Linked DNA regions of Triticum aestivum: region 1 is linked to region 2. Evidence: chromatin contacts called from public Hi-C data. All regions are on one chromosome and are shown on one strand. Each heading gives the region's core, a stretch centred on a gene start, on an enhancer-like site or on the middle of the called end of the contact. The rest is flanking DNA. Distances are from core to core; before and after follow the strand shown. Region 1 holds the start of LOC123105504 (60S ribosomal protein L7-2). Region 2 holds the start of LOC123105502 (protein NO VEIN).

What was found. Hi-C and Micro-C count contacts between places; a contact is called where the count stands out from the background.
Region 1: a Hi-C map of leaf shows a contact between it and region 2, with 4 times the contacts expected there. The contact joins the promoter of LOC123105504 here to the promoter of LOC123105502 in region 2. A contact is called at or near these places in 2 of 5 Hi-C or Micro-C datasets (leaf and root).

The regions. Positions count from the first base shown.
Region 1 is chr5A:635,827,193-635,829,892 of IWGSC CS RefSeq v2.1, forward strand. It overlaps LOC123105504 (60S ribosomal protein L7-2), which reads right to left and starts at 1,338. Exons shown (of 7, transcript XM_044527585.1): 1 at 1,137-1,338; 2 at 870-1,049; 3 at 170-267; 4 at 15-72. The coding sequence starts at 1,049. It also overlaps the pseudogene LOC123105505.
Region 2 is chr5A:635,626,523-635,629,264 of IWGSC CS RefSeq v2.1, forward strand. It overlaps LOC123105502 (protein NO VEIN), which reads right to left and starts at 1,291. Exons shown (of 13, transcript XM_044527583.1): 1 at 581-1,291. The coding sequence starts at 1,183.

The DNA of each region.
Region 1 (2,700 bases), core at 88-2,587, 200 kb after region 2:
ATTGTCCAACCCACCTGTCTCAAACGCAACAGCTGCAAGATCTTCTTGGTCTTTGGGTGCATGGCATTGATACTGCAGCCAGACATTTGACAAAATTAGCATTAACTTAAGCCAGAAATGAACACAACATACACATCAAGACAAACAGTGGCAAGGTGGTGTGAGTTACCCTCTGATTCTGACAACAAACAGCAGCTTAGCCTCAGGACTGACATAGAACCCACCCTTCATCCGGGCCTCACGCTTAAGCTGAACCAACTCCTTGTCCTGCAAACAAAACCAGCATTAAGTATATTTCCCAAAGTTAAGCTATTAGAAGCAGAGCTAATAGTTCCTTCAAGAAGGAAACATTTCAAAGATACCAGATGGGCGTCAAATCAAGCAGAAGGAAACATTTCAATGACACTAAGCTGGGCGTCAAATTTGAACAAAGATTGCAGCAATTTACACCGAACAGTTATAGTCGACACACTAAAATACAGCACCTAAATCACCTTAAATGGTTCAGGTTTGATTTCATTTTGCTGCAACACCATGCAAATCTGGCCTAGGTCATTATACACACACACACACACACAATGGCATGGGACATGGACATACAACAACATGCAAAGAATTGATACAGCTAAGAACCGAAGGGCATCTCTAGGTCACTGCGGCATCACCGTGAACGAGTATTTACATCTATGCATGTGTATGCCTACCTATTATTAGCAGAAATCGCATCGAGTACGAACAGGAGTCACCGCATACAAATGACCCAGTCACAGATCCAACGTAACGCATCCTCGAACGCTTAAATCTAAGCACGAACGCACGAGCAAGCGACCGCTAAGGGGCGAGGGATCGGGCGGGAGCAGCGATCTGACCTGGGCATCGTACTCCTCGGCGTACTGCTTGGCGCGGGCGTAGATGACCTTGACGTTCTCGCTGGATTTCTTCTTCTCCTCGACGGCCTTGGTCTTCTTCTCGGCGGCCCAGAGCTCCTCCCGCTTCCTCTTGAGGAGCACCGACTCCGGCACCACCACCTTCGCCGCCTCGGACGACATCTGCGGCCGCAAAACCAAACCCCAGGGTCAGATCCGGCAGAGGAGCGGGAGCAAATGCCCTGGCGCGATGGGAGGGCGTGCGCTTACCTCGACGAGCTTCCTGCAGGGGGAGGGAGGAGGCGAGAGAGAGGGAGAGAGAGCTGGAGGCTAGAGGAGGCGGCGGCGGGCGGAGGGAGTGGCTTATGTAGCTGGGGTTTGGGGGCTAGGGTTTCGGAAGGGGGTCGTCTGGATGGGCTAACCCGGCCAGCAAAATGGCCCATAAGGCCCATATTCTGTTGGGCCGTCCGGCTCGCTATTGGCCCACACCATGCGTACCGTGTAGGCCCATGTAACCTCTCACGGAGGCATTCGCAACTGCTTCGCCGTCGCCGGAGGGAGCCCGCGCGGATGCCATCGCCGCCGCATCCGCTCTCCTCGCCATGCCGCCGCCGCGTGTCCTCCTGATCGTCCTCCTCCTGCTCTCCTCCGCGCGCAGGTGCGCCCCTCTCTCTCTGTCTCCGTCCGCGCCTCTTTCTGGTACTGTTCGCCAACAGCTCCGCCGTGCGTTGCCCCCGCAGCAGCCTGGAGGCGGAGGAGTCGGCGAGGGCCCTCAGCGTCGGCAATGAGCTGGTGGGCGAGACGATGCCGCTCCGCCACGGCCGGAGGGTCTACAGGCTCGCCGGGCTGCGGCCGCCCGCGTGGTACGAAGTCAAGATCTCCTACCCGGCCTCCGTACGATCTCAGACAAAGACCATTTGTTTCGCCAGTAAACCCATTGCATCTTCTTGTGCTTGAAGGCGCTGCTTGTGGTTTGCAGATACCGTCCAGCTTTTCGATTCGGCTCGTGAGCGATCCTGATGCTGTGGAGGACCAGGGGAGTAAGAACAGGAGGCTGCTCAACACGGAGAAGATCATTTTCCAGGCTGAGAGCACCAAGCCGGTTGGTGTTCAGTGAATTATTAGCTAGAATTGTTGCTTGGCTGCAGAATCAGAGTGGCGTGCCCTTTGATGAGATGATTTATAATGGCTGTTTGTGATTGAAATATAGGTTTATGTTCTTGTCACGGTGGAGCCTGAGGGTGTGGTTGCGAAGCCAAATGTATCGGAGAGAGAGCTTGCCCTGTTCAACATTGGTATGCTAGCTCGTAATTGCTGTCTCTTTACATTTCAATTTTCCTTGATTAGCCAATAGCCGATAGACTGCTTCTAGTGTCTGTTTGTAGTTTGTTCATTTTTTGCCATGCCATAAAATCAATCATTGCTTTGAGCATCATCATGTAGTATTTGAAACCTTGGTTGCTCACTGATCAATGCTTGATATCATTTCCCCGTTTATCTAACAGGTAAAGGTCTTGAAATTTGTAGAACATTCTTCCATACAACGAAATATAAGTCACTAATATGTACAAGTAAGCCTAAAATGCTGATTTGTGTGATAAATTGTATTAAAATGGAGATGATCTGCGGCCAGAACTTTTAGACGATATCAACATAAGCCACCTACCTAAAGTAAACATTTCAAGGAAAACTAGAACGTTATTTACTAACCTAACAGGCTAAACATACTAGCAGATCCTCAATTTTGTTTTCACTATTCACTTTCTCTTTGTATGCAATATATATGTCATTATGCACATTGCATGACAACGAACTGCATGCTGTTCTAGTAAGT
Region 2 (2,742 bases), core at 41-2,540:
ATGGCAAGGGAGCATATTAGTTAGGTTTCCTTTTCCTTACTCTTCTGTTTCTACATAATAGCAGAACAGAAGGTGCTGCGGAGTTTAGCACATGGTAAATTATCTGATAAGATGAGAACATGTGACGAAATTAACAAAGCAGGCATGGAACGTGCACAAGTCTGGGTGCAGTGCACTCTGCAAACATACTGGCAACTTCACCAAACACAGGGCAACAATCTCAGCGCCACTTGTGTTTACAAATGAAATCAGAACAGAGTAGTGCACGATATCCGGCATGAGACGAAGGCCTATATAAGCATGACAAAGCTAGTAAAAGAGGGAGAGCAGGGCACACGGCAGCGCCGCACCCTGTCAGTTTGCCTCATGGTGCCAACACATGGCAGTTCAATTATGAACTGGAGCGCAGAAGAAGCAGAGTTTGCAGGGTTAACAACGTTTTTTTCTGAACGAACCAAGCTCCAGCAATTGCAGATGAAATCATCTGTAAATTCAAAACAGAACATGTACGAGCCTTGCGAGGTAACGCAGTCGCGTAAGGTGCGAGCTACCGGGATCTCAGCCGAGCAGGAATACTGACCTTGCCCTCGATACTGAAGAGTTCGCGCAGGACGGGCACGTCGTGGAGATGGACGCCGAGGGACCCCCACGAGTCCGCCTTGAGCGCCACGAGCGCCGCCTGGGCCACCTTCCACCCGGTGACGCCCTGGCCCGCATGCGTGAGCTCGTCCCGCGCCTTGGTCGCCGCCGCCTGCGCCCTCTCGAGGGCCGCGGGGTTCCGCGGCGGCGGCGGCGGCTGCTGCTGAGGCGGGGCCGACGAGGGCGAGGGGTTGGGCGGGCGGTGCTGCACGTTGGGGGTGGTAGGGCTCTGGGCGTAGCCGGGGGAGGGGAGCGGCGGCTGCTGCTGGTACTGCTGATGCTGATGCTGGTGCTGATGCTGCTGGAACTGCTGCTGGTGGTGGAAGGCCGCGGCGAGGGCGGCCTGGTTCTGGAGGAGGAGGTGGGGGAGCATGAGATGGAAGGGGTCCTGCCCGAACTGGGGGTTGGGGGCGAAGGGGTAGGGGTTCATGGCCGCGGCCGCGGGGTCGGAGGCCGAGGCGGCGCCATGCCACGCGGCGGCGAAGGCGGCGGCGCGCGGGTCGAAGCCGTGCGGCGGCATCTGGGGGTTGCCGCGGCCCCTCATCGGGGCGGCGGGGGGTTTCGGGCGGCGCGGCTAGGGTGGGTTGGGAGGCAGAGGCGGCGCCGATGGCGTGAGGTGGAAGAAGGGAAAAGGGGAGGAGGTGTGACCTCCGTGGACACGCGCGCTAGGGCGGCCTGGGCTGCGGGATTTTATCTTGGTTTACACCTCTGCGCAGCGTTGCGGGCTTCGGGCTGGGCCGGTCACAAAAATCGGCCGCCTGTCTTCATGGGGTTCCGACGTCACATTTTTTTATTCTTAGAAATCTAAAAAAAACACTTTTGTACTTTCCTTTTTCTTCTGAAAACATAGCTTCTAGGAGTAATAGCTAGGCCCCTTAACTATTTTTAAAGCACATGAAACTATGATAGCGTTGTGATATACTCCCAACGCTAGCTGTCGTGGCCATATAACTTCCTTACATGTCACCGCTTGCGTTCCCCTCCTCTTCCCCATCTCGTGGCCTCATCGGGGCAACATCAATGGCTTGGTGCCGGCGATGGCGTGTTGGGATAAGGTATCTTCGTTTTTCCTGCCTCGGCGACGCCATATTCGGTGTCAAGGAAGGGCATGTGATAGTTTGTGTCCCTAGATTTCTTCATATCTTGGCGGTTGATGCGTCTTTCAAGGAGAGCTACTTGCCCGACTTTTGATTGCAAGTCCGTATCGCGTCGGATGACTCTTCAACCAACATTGCTTCGGCGATTTTTAAATCTCATCGCAAGTGCGAATGTGTATTGATGTCTTCAATGATTATTTCAAGGTTCGGAGGGTCCTTAAACATTACAAAGACTTGTGCTCATATGTTATCGTCGACAAGCAAACGACTCAAGTAAGAGAGCATCCATGTGGTAGGTAACTAAGTTTTTTCAGTTTCAGTCGATTGACTCTAGTTGTTCGATTCAAGCCAATGGTCGCCTCGTGTTATTGTTTCACCGATGGTTTCTCTGCCCAACTCATCACACAGTCACGGCGCCATGTTCCCCCTGGCTCCCCTCCCTCCCTTCCCAATGTCATCTCCCCATCTCAAGCTCAACTACCATCTAATCTAAGTCCCATTTAGAACGAAAGCCCCCAACCGACACTTCTAAATCCTCGTCCCAATCTCCGACGTGGTCCTAGCTTGGTCTCGCCATTAGCAACGCGGCCAGCCATGTCGCCTTCGCCTGGCCTCAAAAGTTCGCACTACATCTACTAAAAAATCGACCAATCTGAAAAATATTCTCAGATGCCTAAGGAATAATAAATCCGCTAAATAACAACTAGTAATGTCACTATGTCTAGCTCCCCAGACTGGCTGGCTTAATGTGGCTAAGAGCAACTCTAACTAAGTTGCCATATTTGTAGTCGTCATATTGCATATGAAGCCTGATCCGTAATATCTTGAAAGATGGCCAGGTGACGTGCAAACTCAGAGTCACCATATCCCAACCTTCATAATATACTTTTTCGTTATCTTTATTCAACCACTTGAATTGAATCCAAAAGATCATATTATTTCAAATGTAATTATGCATAAAATGTTAAACAAATAGCATGAAGAAAGGCATTAGAGTTAAATCAAC